Regions from separate parts of the Zea mays genome. Here region 1 is linked to region 2. Evidence: chromatin contacts called from public Hi-C data. All regions are on one chromosome and are shown on one strand. Each heading gives the region's core, a stretch centred on a gene start, on an enhancer-like site or on the middle of the called end of the contact. The rest is flanking DNA. Distances are from core to core; before and after follow the strand shown.

Evidence for each region. Hi-C and Micro-C count contacts between places; a contact is called where the count stands out from the background.
Region 1: a contact with region 2 is called in a Hi-C map of ear, with 2.3 times the contacts expected there. The contact joins the promoter of LOC103631301 here to the promoter of LOC100279268 in region 2. A contact is called at or near these places in 10 of 25 Hi-C or Micro-C datasets (bundle sheath, ear, leaf and 3 more).

Annotation. Positions count from the first base shown.
Region 1 is chr6:114,752,971-114,759,446 of Zm-B73-REFERENCE-NAM-5.0, forward strand. LOC103631301 (probable phospholipid-transporting ATPase 4) reads right to left here and starts at 4,484. Exons shown (of 11, transcript XM_020539415.3): 1 at 4,222-4,484; 2 at 1,954-3,874; 3 at 1,750-1,860; 4 at 1,211-1,487; 5 at 1,004-1,092; 6 at 809-896; 7 at 497-706; 8 at 292-417; 9 at 78-176. The coding sequence starts at 3,761.
Region 2 is chr6:114,604,822-114,611,897 of Zm-B73-REFERENCE-NAM-5.0, forward strand. It overlaps LOC100279268 (RNA-binding (RRM/RBD/RNP motifs) family protein), which reads right to left and starts at 1,438. Exons shown (of 6, transcript NM_001152289.1): 1 at 983-1,438; 2 at 830-870. The coding sequence starts at 1,281.

The DNA of each region.
Region 1 (6,476 bases), core at 3,234-5,733, 150 kb after region 2:
AACAAAAAGAATATTTAGTAAAGTTAAAACATAACACAATCAGATGAATATAATGAATAAAGTGCTTCGAGCAGCACCATTTGGGCGATTCTCTTGTAGCACCAATGTCCATGAACGACAAGAAGTCGCTCAAGAAACCGAAATTGAGAAATAGAAAAATCACTAGCCATCACCGCCTGGTAAAGGAAAATAACCAATTTTAGTCACACACCTAATCACCAATCCTTGATGTCAGATGGAAATAGCATTACACTAGATAAGGATTAGATCATGACAATCTGAACAACTCACCTGCATGCCCTCTACCCCGCTTATTCCAACTCCAATATCAGCTTCTTGAATCATGCCCACATCGTTTGCACCATCACCTACTGCTAAAGTGGTTTGTCCTATACCTTCTTTAACGAGCCGAGTCACCTACAAAGTGAAGGAGAACAAACTCAACATTGCTTTATGTAGAAACGACAGATAGTCCAATGGAGAGAGGCAAAGCTACCAGTGCTTTCTGCTTTGGAGACACACGACAACATATGACAGAAGCACACTCGATTGCCAGGTTCAAGAACATATGCTTCATGTCATCCTCCAAAGCAAATGCCAGAGCTTTTCCATCAATAACTAGAGCAAATGCTGCATCTGGATCCTTCTCGAGTTTGACCATTTGTGACCCATTGGCGATTTGCGACAGGAGACTCTCCTTTGCAACCTGCTCAGTTGTCAAAGATGAAACTAAAGTCTACCATAAAGAGAATTACCATCTAGATTATACCTTCCTATACAGTAAAAGAGAGAAAAAAAGTTAAGGTACCTTCTTTGCATCCTGAGCTACCTGCTCACCAGTGGGTATGGACAAACATATTTGTTTCATGCCTTGCCTCAGTAAACTGCATGCATATCTGCAAAAGAAATAGAAACATCACATGGTGTTGATGAACGTGATGTGTTAACGAGGTAAAAAAGGTTACTTGTACATATCAAGAATTTCTACTTGGCAGAAGCATACCCGATGTTAATTGCAGTTTCCATCTTATCACCTGTCAGAACCCAGATTTTGAGACCTGCTTGCGCCAACCGATCTATGCACTGAGGAACCTGATAGAGCACAAAAACATAACTTATAAATCAAAACAACATGAAACAGTTACTAGCATAATACTAGGAACCAAGAAGCATATCTTAACAATACGAAAAGTCAGACACTGTATTTTACCCCCTTTTGTAATTTGTCCTCTACAGCAGTTGCACCAACAAGGATCAGCTCTCTTTCAATCAACTCAGAGACTCGTTCAAGTTGCAACTCTCTATCAGGACCAATATATGTCTTTGCTTTAAGAAACTCCGCATTCCACAAAGAATATTCTGATTCATCAAGCACCCTGTATGATAGTGCCAATGTTCGCAAGCCTGCCTCACCATAATCATTCAGATGCCTAGTCGTATCAACTTCATACATCCTTCCATTTTTTGCCAGTCTATCAAATATGATGCTGCTCAGTTGGAAACAAAGAACAATCAAGGATAATCAAGCTGAAGCCCCAAAAAGTGGTGGCATTGAAAAAGATAGAACAAACAGGCCAAGCATGTTGACAAATGACCGCACCAAGTAATCAGGTGCAAACTTTGCTTCTTAACATTTTTAAGCTAATAACAAATATCAATTCTTGAATGCAGATGGCCTGATTACAGACTTAGCCAAAAATAAATTCAAAGAGCATCACCAAATTTAAAAAAAAACGGTACAAATCCTACCTGTCTGCTCCTTTGCAAAAAAGAAGAATTTGACCATCTTCATCCTGCAGAATTACAGTCATTCGTTTTCTTTTGCTACTGAATTCCAATAGATTGAGAATCTTGAACTCCCTGAAATTATACTCAAACAATAAGACAAAAAAATATAATAATAACGATAAGGAACAAATATGAACAAATGGGTAACAAATACTGATATGCAACCTCTCAACTGTGTCTTTCGAAGAAGTGTGTTTCTCCCTGACAAAGACACTTGATTGTGTTCGCTTGAAAAATTCAAATCCAAATTCCCTGGCTGCCACAAGAAAAGCCCCCTCATCAGGTGATTCTGCTTCATAGGCAATAGAACCAGTTGCTTCATTTATCTCTGGTATCGCTGTGTGACACAGAGCAAGTATCCTGAAGAAGAGTAGAATTGTGGAAGAATTTGGCTCCTTGGTCCAGTTCCCTTGCATGAGACGGTCATCCACAAAACTGAAGCCTTTTATGGAGGGCTTTATGTTGGTCCCAACACTAAAGTTGACTCCTACCAACTCGATTTCATCATCATTGTTCTCCTCCCATATATCTTGTAAAGGGATATCATGGTCATCAGCACCTGATGCCATATGCTTTGCAGCAGCACGTTCAACTTCACTTGAACCCACGCCATATGATACTCCAGCAATTGAACACTTCAGGAAATCCATTTGATTGCAGGTCAGAGTGCCAGTTTTATCCGATAAGATAGTATGAACCTGGCCAAGTTCCTCATTCAAATTTGATGTACGTGCCTGAGCAGTATTGCCAGTGTCCTCATCAAACATATGAATGTCCTGGTTAATGAAATGTGCTTGCAATACCTTCACAAGTTCAATCGAGACATACAGCGAGATTGGAATCAGATACCCATAAAGAATGAGAGCTGTGATTAGATGGAATATCCCAGAAAGAGCTGGGCGTGATGGATCATCTAATTTATTGCTTTTCTCTGGCTGCAAGTACCACCAGCGGGGCAAATCTAACTTGATCCTCACGGCGAATCCAATTGAACTAATGAGCGATATCAACACAAGCACAGTAAACAGGATGTATATGATCAAATCCATCTTCTTCTCAATCCTGCTCCTCTTTGATGGCGACTCAGTTGAGTTCTGCATGACTTTACTGTCATGGCCAGTGAAGATAACCACTCCATAGATAAAGGCTGTATTCCTTAGTTTTGAGTCCCTCAGAAGTATCTGAGACGGATCAAGGGCGTACACCTGCCTCTCATACTCAAAGTTACCAGTAAATGTGTACAAGGACGGGTTGGGATCCTCGCAGCGTATCACTGCCTGGAAATCCTTAAATGACTCGTCTTCTTCCAGCGGCAGCGTTACCTCAAGTGACCTCTTCACCTTAAGGTTCGTCTCACCATCGAGGTTCATTGTCTCAACATAGCAAATACCATCCTCATAGCTCGAGGACAGTAGCAGTAAATCAGCAGGGAAGAACTGGTCCTTCTCAACTCTGACCACATCACCGACACAAAGGTCCTCCCAGTGCCGGTAGTCGAATTCGCCATCACCCTTGTGCGTGCTGACATAGCGGTTGTTCACCTTCATGTCCTGGATGAAGCGGCGCCAGTCCTCCAACCCCTCCTTCATCATGCTGAGGCCAACAACAAAGGCCAGCGGAGCAATCATGCTGACGGGAGAGAAGGGGCACACTGGGGTGAGCGAGAGGATGGCGGTGAGGAGGAAGTAGAGGTTGGCAACGCGTCGGAACTGCTCGAAGATGGCCTTGGGGAAGAAGGTGATGATGTTGTACTTGGTGGTGGTGATGTAGTTGGTGATGTACTTGAGCGGCTTCTGCAGGGCGGCGTTGTTGCAGTACACGACGCGCGAGAAGCCCGGCCCGCCGACGGCGCCAGCCCCATCGGAGGAGGGGCCCGCATCGCCGGCGTGCTCTTGCTGGGCACGGAAGCAGGAGAAGGTGTAGAGATTGCTCCACCGCACGCGGTCCCGCCGGCGGCGGCCGGAACGGCCCATCTCGGCGCCCGGTGTCCGTCAGCGCCCGATTTCCAGCTATGCGGACGCCGGCATTGCAGCTCGACCGAATCTAGGATGGGATTCCTACGCCGCGTTGCGAATTGGACCTGCAGCTTGGGAAAACAGTTCGTGATCTCGTCAGCGAATTTCAAAAAAAAAAGAATGAACAGACAAAGAAATCGAACAAAACGCACGGAGGAATCTCACGCCATGGAAACCTGGGATCCGCTAAAACAACGTGCAGACTACACCCGCGTGTATTGTAGGCACATTCACCTCCTAAATCACCCATGGAAAACAGAAAACCGCACAAAACGAACGGGCTAACCAAAAAACTCCACAACGGGTGCAAACTAGGAGCAAAAAAAGGACGGGGGAGAGGGAAAGTCGCAGGACCAGAAACCGAGGCGCCAGCATCCAGCTGCGGAGGTTGAGAGAAGGGACAGCGGGGCGCACCAACCTGGATTCACAGGCAGAGAGAGGTGCGAAGAGGAGGACCGAGGCAGAGAGTCCGGCGATCAAGCGGGGTATCGATCCCGTCCTGGGGATTCGCACGCGTCGGCCGGCGACGCTTTGGTGGGTGGGTGGGAGTTGGAGCGAGGAGCGGGGGGCGGGGGGCGGAGCGAGAAGGGTGGGGACGAGGCAGGGAACGAGGTGGGGAGCGACTAGCGTGGCCGCGAGCTGAGACGAGGAGAGAGAGGAATTAGTCGATTAATTAAGTCCGATTATTTTAAATCCGCCATTTGCATTTATATTATTTAACCGTGATCACTCGTCGAGGCTCTCCGCGCCCTACAGAGTTCTCATTTTTACCTTTTTTTATTTACTTTATATTTACCTCTCGTTATTGCGTTAGATTACGTTAAATGTTTTAAAACGGAGAATCACCAAGTTAAAAAATAAAGGGTAAAATTATAATTGCAAGACTGGGGTATTAATTTGAATGTTTGAGCTGCACGAAATATACGCGCTCGTCATTGTTTTGTCGTGTACTCGTGTGCGTTGTTGCCTGGGGAGGACGGCAAAACTTGTCTCCATTCTTTTTTGTCGTCAAGAAAAGAAAAAGGAAACGAAAACGCTTGGCTCCATGCACCACGGCGGTGGTGTGATCGAGTCGTCCGGGTAGCTGCGGCCGTGGCGAGCGACCGCCGCGCCCGGGGCACACAAATGTGACGGGAACTGCTTCAACGGCTTCGCAGTTCGCACGCGGGGGTACTCCATGGCCATGGGCATGGGCATGATAGTAATCTCTACTACTATTATGTTAGTAGTGTAGGCGTCCACATTTGAGGACGGTGCACGATCGAGGAGGGGGAGGATCCGGCGGAGGCACCTATGGTGGCTGCGAGGGCGGGAGCGCCATGAGGGGCGGTGGTCGTGGCGGCGGGAGGCAGCCTTCCTATGCGGCACCGGATGGGGCGGATGCGGCGGCGATCCCGGTCGCCTCCAGAAGATGGTGCAGAGAACCTGGCCGACCGCTTGGAGGGCGAGATCTACGCCACGCTATGCGACTGCGGAATGGACCCCGACATAGCCGTCGAGAGGCTCATCTCCCAGGGTAAGGGCATATACTCTCACCTCGCTCTAGGCTCTAGCTCTATCCTCGCTGGCTCCAATTGTTTAGCCATAGGCGCACAAAAGCTCTCGACCCGTGAGGTGAGTCCCTGCTCTTTTCTTTTCTTGTGCTGTTCTTAGATGCTTGTGTGCCCGAGTTCCGGTGCCTATCCATTAACCTGTTGTTCTGTATTATTTGCTTTGTTGTTTCGTGTTGTTTCGTGATTGGAAGAACAGACATTTGGCTTGCACGATTATCAAATGCCACTATAGAATATTTGTAGGTCGAGATGGATCAGTCGTGAATTGCCCACAAATCGCGCCATGTCGCAAGCTTACGCTTCCAATCCATGGCAGCCGCGCCCCGCTCCCCCAGCCGCGCCAGGGAAGGTCCTTCCCAAATAACCTCCGCGCCAGGGAATTCGATCTCCCAAATCACGCTTCCATCCATGGCAGTCCCGATGGATCCGCCGCGAATCGCCCACAAATCATGCGAGGTCGCAAGCTCACGCTTCCAATCCAGCAGCCGCGCCCCGCTCCCCCAGCAGCGCCAGGGAACTCGGCCTCCCAAATCATGCTTCCACCCATGGCAGCTTAGTTCTCCCAAATCCGTCGCGAATCGCCGGTCTGCTCAAGCACCTACTCGATCTCCCAAATCCATCGTGAATCGCGCACAAAGCTTCCATCTATGGCTGCCGCGCCCCGCTCCCCCTTCATGGCAGCCGCGCTCCCTCCGCGCCCTTCCATCCATGGCAGCCTTCCCCCATTCCCTTTCCTCACAAATCGTCCACCTGGTCTCGCGGCTGCCTTCCCCCATTGCTCCCCCTCCTCTCTCCCTCCCTTCGCACACCACATCTGCTCGTTCCTCTCTCCAAGTCCACAGTAGACGCCACAGTGCTCTCTCCAAGTGTGGCGCCACTGCGTACTCCGCCGCGAATCACCGATGTGCCGCTGCCGGTGACGAAGAAAGAGCCCCGCTCCCGCCCGCCGGTGTGCCGCCACTCCGCATCCGTGCGCAGCGCTGGTGTTCTACGGTAACCGCTCCTCTCCTCATCCTCCTCTCTTTCCGGACACCACATCTATAGATGCACGTGCGTTGTTTCTCCTGAGATGTTTTTTAGTTCCCTGGCGCCTTCCCATCCTCTCCTAGGACGTAGCCGG
Region 2 (7,076 bases), core at 188-2,687:
TTAACAGTTTATTTAACATGACTGGTATTAATATGATCATCGCAGCACAAAAGGTAGCTCATCAGCATGAAAAACAATGGAGCAGACAAACATGGAACATCATCTCATAATCAGTTTAGTAATTAGACAAAGATTGTGTAGCAGCTGTCCTAAAAAAACCTAAATGTTGAGAATGACTATGTTTCTGAAATCCATTAAGTAGGCTGTCACAAAGCAACAAATATCAAACAGTAATGTTTTATATTACTATTCAGAATACACCAACAAGAAAACAAAGTATAGGCATGCTTCCATAAATACAATGGAGGGACATATACAAACTCTAGGCTTGCTTCCATCAATATAATGGAGGTAGCAGTAGCTCCCAATTCTAAGCTTTTACCACATACACTATCCTACCTAAGCAAGTTCATAGTGCATCAATGACTCAACCAACCCAATGCAGAACTTTATCAGTAACACATGAAAACAGAAAGAAAAAAACTACATCTTTTGCAGCACGACACCTTGCAGTGTATTTTTTTTCCTTTTATGCTAACAAAAAACAGGGCAGACCCAGTGTCAGAGGCTCTCATGTGAGTGGGGTCTAGAGAAGGGATAACCCGAGGCAAGCCTTCCACAAATGCGGAGATCTGCTTTGAACCCACAGTCTGGTGACTCAATGAGACAGCTTTCACCACTGCACCAGGCCTACCCTTCAAAACAGCTAAGAACTAATTTGCCTTTCTACTGTGTTGTTTACCCAGAATATATCGTGTGGTGTACAACATTTTACTTGATATAAACTAAAATAGCCTCATAGTTAGATCCCAAAAGAACTGCTCACTACCTTCAGTTGTCTCCCAAGCTACACCCCCTACGAAAATCTTCCTGCAAAAGCACATACGAGGATGCACCAAACCAAAACTATCAGCCACACCTAATCCATTCCAACAGACCGTACCATACGAAAAACCTAGATACCAATTACCAAGGAACTCACCCCGAGGCGTCACCGCCACTGGAATCTGCATCCCTCCCATCCTCGCCACCGGTATCAACATTCCCAACGGCCTTCGCTAAGCCCCGGCCTCCAACAACGCTTCTCGTCTCGGCCGCCATCGCCGCTGGCTCGGAGGCTACAGCCCCCTCGTCCGCTTCCCCCTCCCCGTCCTCCTCCTCCTCCTCCTCCTCCTCCTCCTCCTCCTCCTCGTACACCTCCTCGACTTCTTCAACCTCTTCTTCCTCCTCTTCCTCGTACCCGCTCATGGTGTTCTGGTTCTCTTCCCCGTACCCCGCCATGCCGCACCGCCGCGACCCGAAGCTCAGCTAAACCCTAGCTCCCAACCGGAGCTAGCTAGATTAGTGAATGGCAGCCTGTCGGAGCAGTAAAGTCTAGGTTTCGCGGCTGTCGGACCAAACCCTAGCGGCGGCGCTTCGGGTGTGTGCTGGACTTGGGGATGGGTGGGGGAGATGCCGGCGAGAGTGGAACCAGATGTTGCTAGTAGCTTTCGTGTGGCCCCCAGGCCCCAGGTGGGTAAAAAACCGATCCATTAACCGTACCCAATTTATCCAAGCCTGAATTAACCAAAGATCGGAACCCAAAATTATATTGAGTAAGTGCCTGTTTGTTTACCCCAATGAATTATATAATCTGGATTATTTTTGAAGGATTATATAATCTGGATTATATAATTTGGATTATATAATCTGAGTAGTCTTGTTTGTTTACCCAGATTATTTGACGTGTTTCTGTTGGACGGCGGGCTTCTTCGATCCGATAGGCGCAAAAACGATTCGGTAGATTATAATGACAATGGTGGGTAATTTCTAGGAAACTTGAAAGGGTAGTGGGGAAGTGAGAAAAAATAATCTGAAATAAGCACCTCCTCACTTGCTTATGGATTATCATAATCCAAGGGGTTAGATTATATAATCTAGGCAAATAAGCTAGACTGTTTGTTTGCATCTTAGAATTATTTAATCCAGATTATATAATCTGGGGGTAAACAAACAGGCCCTAAATCAGTTAACATATTCGGATACCCGAATTATCCAAAATTATATAGTATTTATGACATATAATATATGCTTATATGGACTGATGACTTTATGCGGACTCTTCAATGATTATCTAATGTATTATGTTTGCATGTGCAGACTTCTATTAGTTCTAGTTCAATCATTTATGTTTCTATTATACTGGACTGCAAGTTTTGTTCTGTATCAAGTAACATGTGATGTGGCACTGCTAACACTACGGATTTAATTTGTAATGTGTGAATTGTGAAGTTGAGATACTTGTGCAATTGAGGTGGTCTATTGATGTTGTAAGTTAATTATTTATTACCCTCATGTTGTGTTGAATCTAGTGATATATTGCATTGGGTGAACTCTGATTGGGTAAATCGAGATTACCCGAACCCGATTTTTTGGGTACCCAAATTTCGTGTACCCGCTTATTTTGGGTACACTTCGGGTAATGGTTTTTTAAAACCCGAATGACTCGACTTGAATTTTCGGGTAACTCGAAAGCCCACCCGTACGACTAGGTTCATAGGACACATTGGGTTCGCTTGCTCCGTTGAACATAGAGATGTGAATGAGAAATTTTTCATCGAGTTTGGACACCCCATTCTCATCCCATAGAGATATATGTATCCACATCCTCATACGCATATTCATCATGGGTATCAAGTTCCTAATAGATCCTTATCCCAACAAGAAAAGCATGATCATCCTATACCCATTGGCACTAGGGTGGGGAAGGGACAAAGGTTGGGCAATCGAGATGTCGAGCAAACTTGTGGTCCTATGGCGAAGGCGCGCTGGAGAGGAGGAGGCGGAGTCATAGGGGTGGGAGGGCAGCGACAGACTAGTGAACGGGGTGGTTGGGCACTTAAATTGGGTGGATATGTGCTTAAAAGGTTTAAGAAATGGTAGTGTTAGTTCTTATGCTTATTATCTATTGGTTTGCACACCTAATTTTACTAGGTAAATATTACCTATGGATAATCGAGTTCGGATGTTAGTTAGTGTCCGACGCCGGCTTCACCTCGCGGAATGTGGAAAAAATATTTCATGTCATTAAAAATTCTCTCTAAAGGCTATTTGCATGTGTATGAGTGTTTTAAGTAGTCACGTTACCATTATATATGCGAGCGTGTAAACTAGAGAGTATTTTCAGCAGACCACACATGCGGATGCACAAATAAACATGTGGAGAGGAGGCAAATCATAGATTTAGATGGTGTTTGGTTTAAGGAATCACTACATCTAAATTGAGGTGGTGTATTATGGGTTCATTCCTCAAATTTAGTGGGACGACCACATTCCTCATATTAGTATTAACTAACTAACTATGAGGAATGAGGTGGTGATGGATTAACTCATTTCATTCCACAAACCAAATAAAAATAGTGAGGTGTGAAAAGATGATGGACTAACTCATTCCTAAAACCAAACACTCTATTAGAGTATAGAAAGGGTGAGCGCATATTTTACATGTAGGCTTGAAAACTAAGATGGGAAAATCCTGTCCCGAGCGACACACGTTAAGCAACCATATATCGTTTTCTCAGGGAAAATGGAAAATTTTGGTGGGAATAGAACGAACTCTGGGGAGATTTTTTCTAGAATATTTTTCAAGTTCCCGTATTTATACATGAAATTTCCTGTTGATATTTATGTATTTAGAAGGCCTGACCAACATTGAGTCATTGGTGTTCTAGTTCTCACACGTTAAAGGCACACGTGTCACACCCGGATTTAAGGGGCAAACTCGGATGTGTCAAAAATGTGTGCTAGCATCAAGTCTCACATATATGATAACTCATGGTACAGAAATAAATATCACATCTTTACTATATAATAGAAGTTCTGTACAAAATAACTAAACAACTATATCATACGAAGATAACGATCCAGCAACCATAGTTGACTGAGAGACGATGACCTAGACCTCTCACGAACTCATCGCGACATCCTTCATGCTCCTTATCTTGTGGTACCTCTCCTTGACCTGGAAAATGTGAGTACAGCAAGGATGAACTCGCATACGTTCATCGCTCAACAAGTTGTGGAGAATAATGTGAATGAGCTCACTTACGGTCGGGGCTCATGTGAAGTGTATGACTTACCAAAAAAGATGGTTAAAGCTGAGCATTGCTTTTAGAGTTGGTCAAAAAATTTATTAGCAGTTACTAAGTATAAGTAGATACCATCCCAAATAAATAAGAGATCAAAATTAATAATAAAGCCACAATGCAATGCAAATGACAAATTAAGTTCAATTCTATAAGTTAATCATGTGAGTGTCCAAGCCGCTCAAGACCGTGAGCACGACTGATATACTAGTTTTACACTCTACAGAGGTTGTGCATCTTTACCCACAAGTCGTGTTACCCATTTGCCAAGGGATCGCGAGTTTTCATTCATCTCTGCCTTGAAGATGAGTCAGGGTAGCACTACAATGTCTTCACAAAGTTTCACTAGCTTTAGAAAACTCGCTACGATTTCTAATGAGAGAGGTATAGGAATTCTCCATCTGAAAAGCCATCACAGCATGATCAACCCGAGAACCTCCCTATACCGATAACTCTCCTACCGCCCTTGCCCCTTTCGGGTAAGGTAGTCCTCTACTAGCTTTCCTAATTAGTCAGCCAAGGGTGTCCCATACCACCCTTGTGTTAGCACTGTTTTCTCGGGTGGTTCTCCATGTTCCAATTATCATAATGATCTTATCATGAACAGTGATAAAACTCATTGACCGTAAATAGCATGGTCATGAATATTGTGAATCTTAACACCCAAAACCATATATAGCAATAGCATATACTACCCAAAAGTTCAGTGTTAATCAAGGTATGAAGAAGACAAAACTAGGGTGTCCTATTGGGTCCCATCAAAATTCATATAAGCAGATCATAATGATTAATAAGAACATTATTGGGTAAATAAGAGTGATCAAGGGCACAACTTGCCTTAGACTTGAGATTCTAGGTACTTGACCACATTGTCTTTGGGTTTCTCGTGACCTCGCTGCTACTCGTAGCAATACATACAAATAGACAAGGAGTACATAAAATTAACATTACACCAAACATGGGAACAAACAGCGTAAGAATATTCTATGCGTTGCTACGAGATCGTAGGTTCGAGGACCATTGAAATCGGAGTTATGGTTAAATGGATATAGTTTTCGAAGGATTTAAGTGATTGACTATTAAAATTATGCCCTAGGTTGATTAATATAAATCATGCAAGAGAGAGTTATAATTATCTTTAACTTAAGTGTACATCTTAATTTAGGTGGAGGTCACATTCTAGTCATAGCATGGTTAATAACAGGTTAACTTGGGCTAGAAAGAGTAATCTACTACACAGAGGTTAAACAATACTCATTTATAAAAACTATGTGATATGCTACAATTAATGTTGCTACTGTGTAGGCCATTTCATTACGGAGCTAACACAACTGGAACAGATTAATTTGGAGCTAAAATAGTGAAGTTATGGCTTTTCTAAGATTGGGACATTATTTTTGCACTCAAATGATTTCTCCATTTATTTTCATTGATTCCTCGGTTGACTGGATTGCGGACCATATTGTTTGAGAGCCCAAGGTTGATTTTGTAAGAATAAAGGACCTTATTGTGATTGTCTCTATGTTGAAGGGGACAGATGGTTGATTATCTCGAAACCAAGGGGCTCTTTATAAAGTTTTCCGCACGAAGGGGTATGGGTGGAATCTGGCCATCCAGATCAAGCTTCTATGACCGAGATTAAATTGATCGTGACCGAACCGGTATCAAACGACCGCGGTGAGATCGACGATCAACGGTTCCACTTTAAAACTCCAAGATCGGACCATACGCTTCAAATTCCAATTGAACGGTCCATACTAGATCTATACAAACCGATACTCACTTCCTAATCCCAGACGTTGCTCGGGAGATCAACGGTCTCTGGCCCATCTCCTACCTCCGGCGTTGCCCACAGTGGTGCCGACTGCGGTGCATGGTGGAGGCCACGCTGGAGCGAGGTGTCTAGGCATTCTAGGCCCTTACATCTACTAAGGATAGGTACACAAAGCTCAGTCGAACGCGAACCGGATAGGGGTGTCTCACCGTTGCTTGTCGTGACGATCGGTCTGGTGATGGCGGTGCTCGGATCCCTGATGATGGCGAGCAATTACCGAGCCACCGGGTCATCGCGGCGCCCGCTGCCACCACGCCCAGGTTCCTAGCAATCTAGAGAAGCTCCTTATCCACTATCCGAGACGTCAGCGCCAGAGCACCGGTGTTTCCCCCCGCGGTGGCACCGCGGCGGACCCCTGGCTCCAACGAAGCATCCTGGGCACTCCAAACGGTCCCCGCCCTCAATCTCCACCACCCACCATCCCTGTGCATTGCATTGCCTCCAGGGTCGGTCACCGTGGCCTGACCGGCGGTTTGGGTGGGGATAGGCTGTGGCGGCTCTCGTCTCGCTCTCCCTCCCAATCTCTGTGCGAAGCTCTCGGTGATGTTGTGTCTTGGGGACTTCAATAACTTGGACGAGAGAGAGAGGTCGAGGGGTTGCTCTAGCCGCTTTTATCCTAGGAGCTAGGGACCCGGGCCGAGCGAACCTAGCCGATGCAGAGAGGAACGCAATAGACACTGCTCCTATTCGTTATGGGCGGAGGAGATAGATCCGACAGTCGGACCCCACCTGTCACTGCTCATGTGCGGGACAGAGGCTGCCTGAAAGGGAAATGACCTTAACCATTTTCTATAATTGATTTTGGTGCTGAACACCCATCACAAATCATATGGACTAAGTAGTTTGCCTAGTTTGTTTATTTCTCAAATGCATAAGTTTATCTATATCAATTCTAAGTCGACTGTCCGTAACACAGTAGACTATTCCGGACAGGAGAAGCTTTTTGGAAACTCACCTGTGCGCAGACCGTCCGGGCCCTTCTGACGGACTATCAGCGACACCAGAGTGAGCCTCGAACAGAAACTATGCAAATCACGTGTTTACACTACAAACTGTCCAAAGGAGAAGAGAGCACCGTCCTGGACCAAACTCGGACCATCTGTCCTCAGGCGTGGACC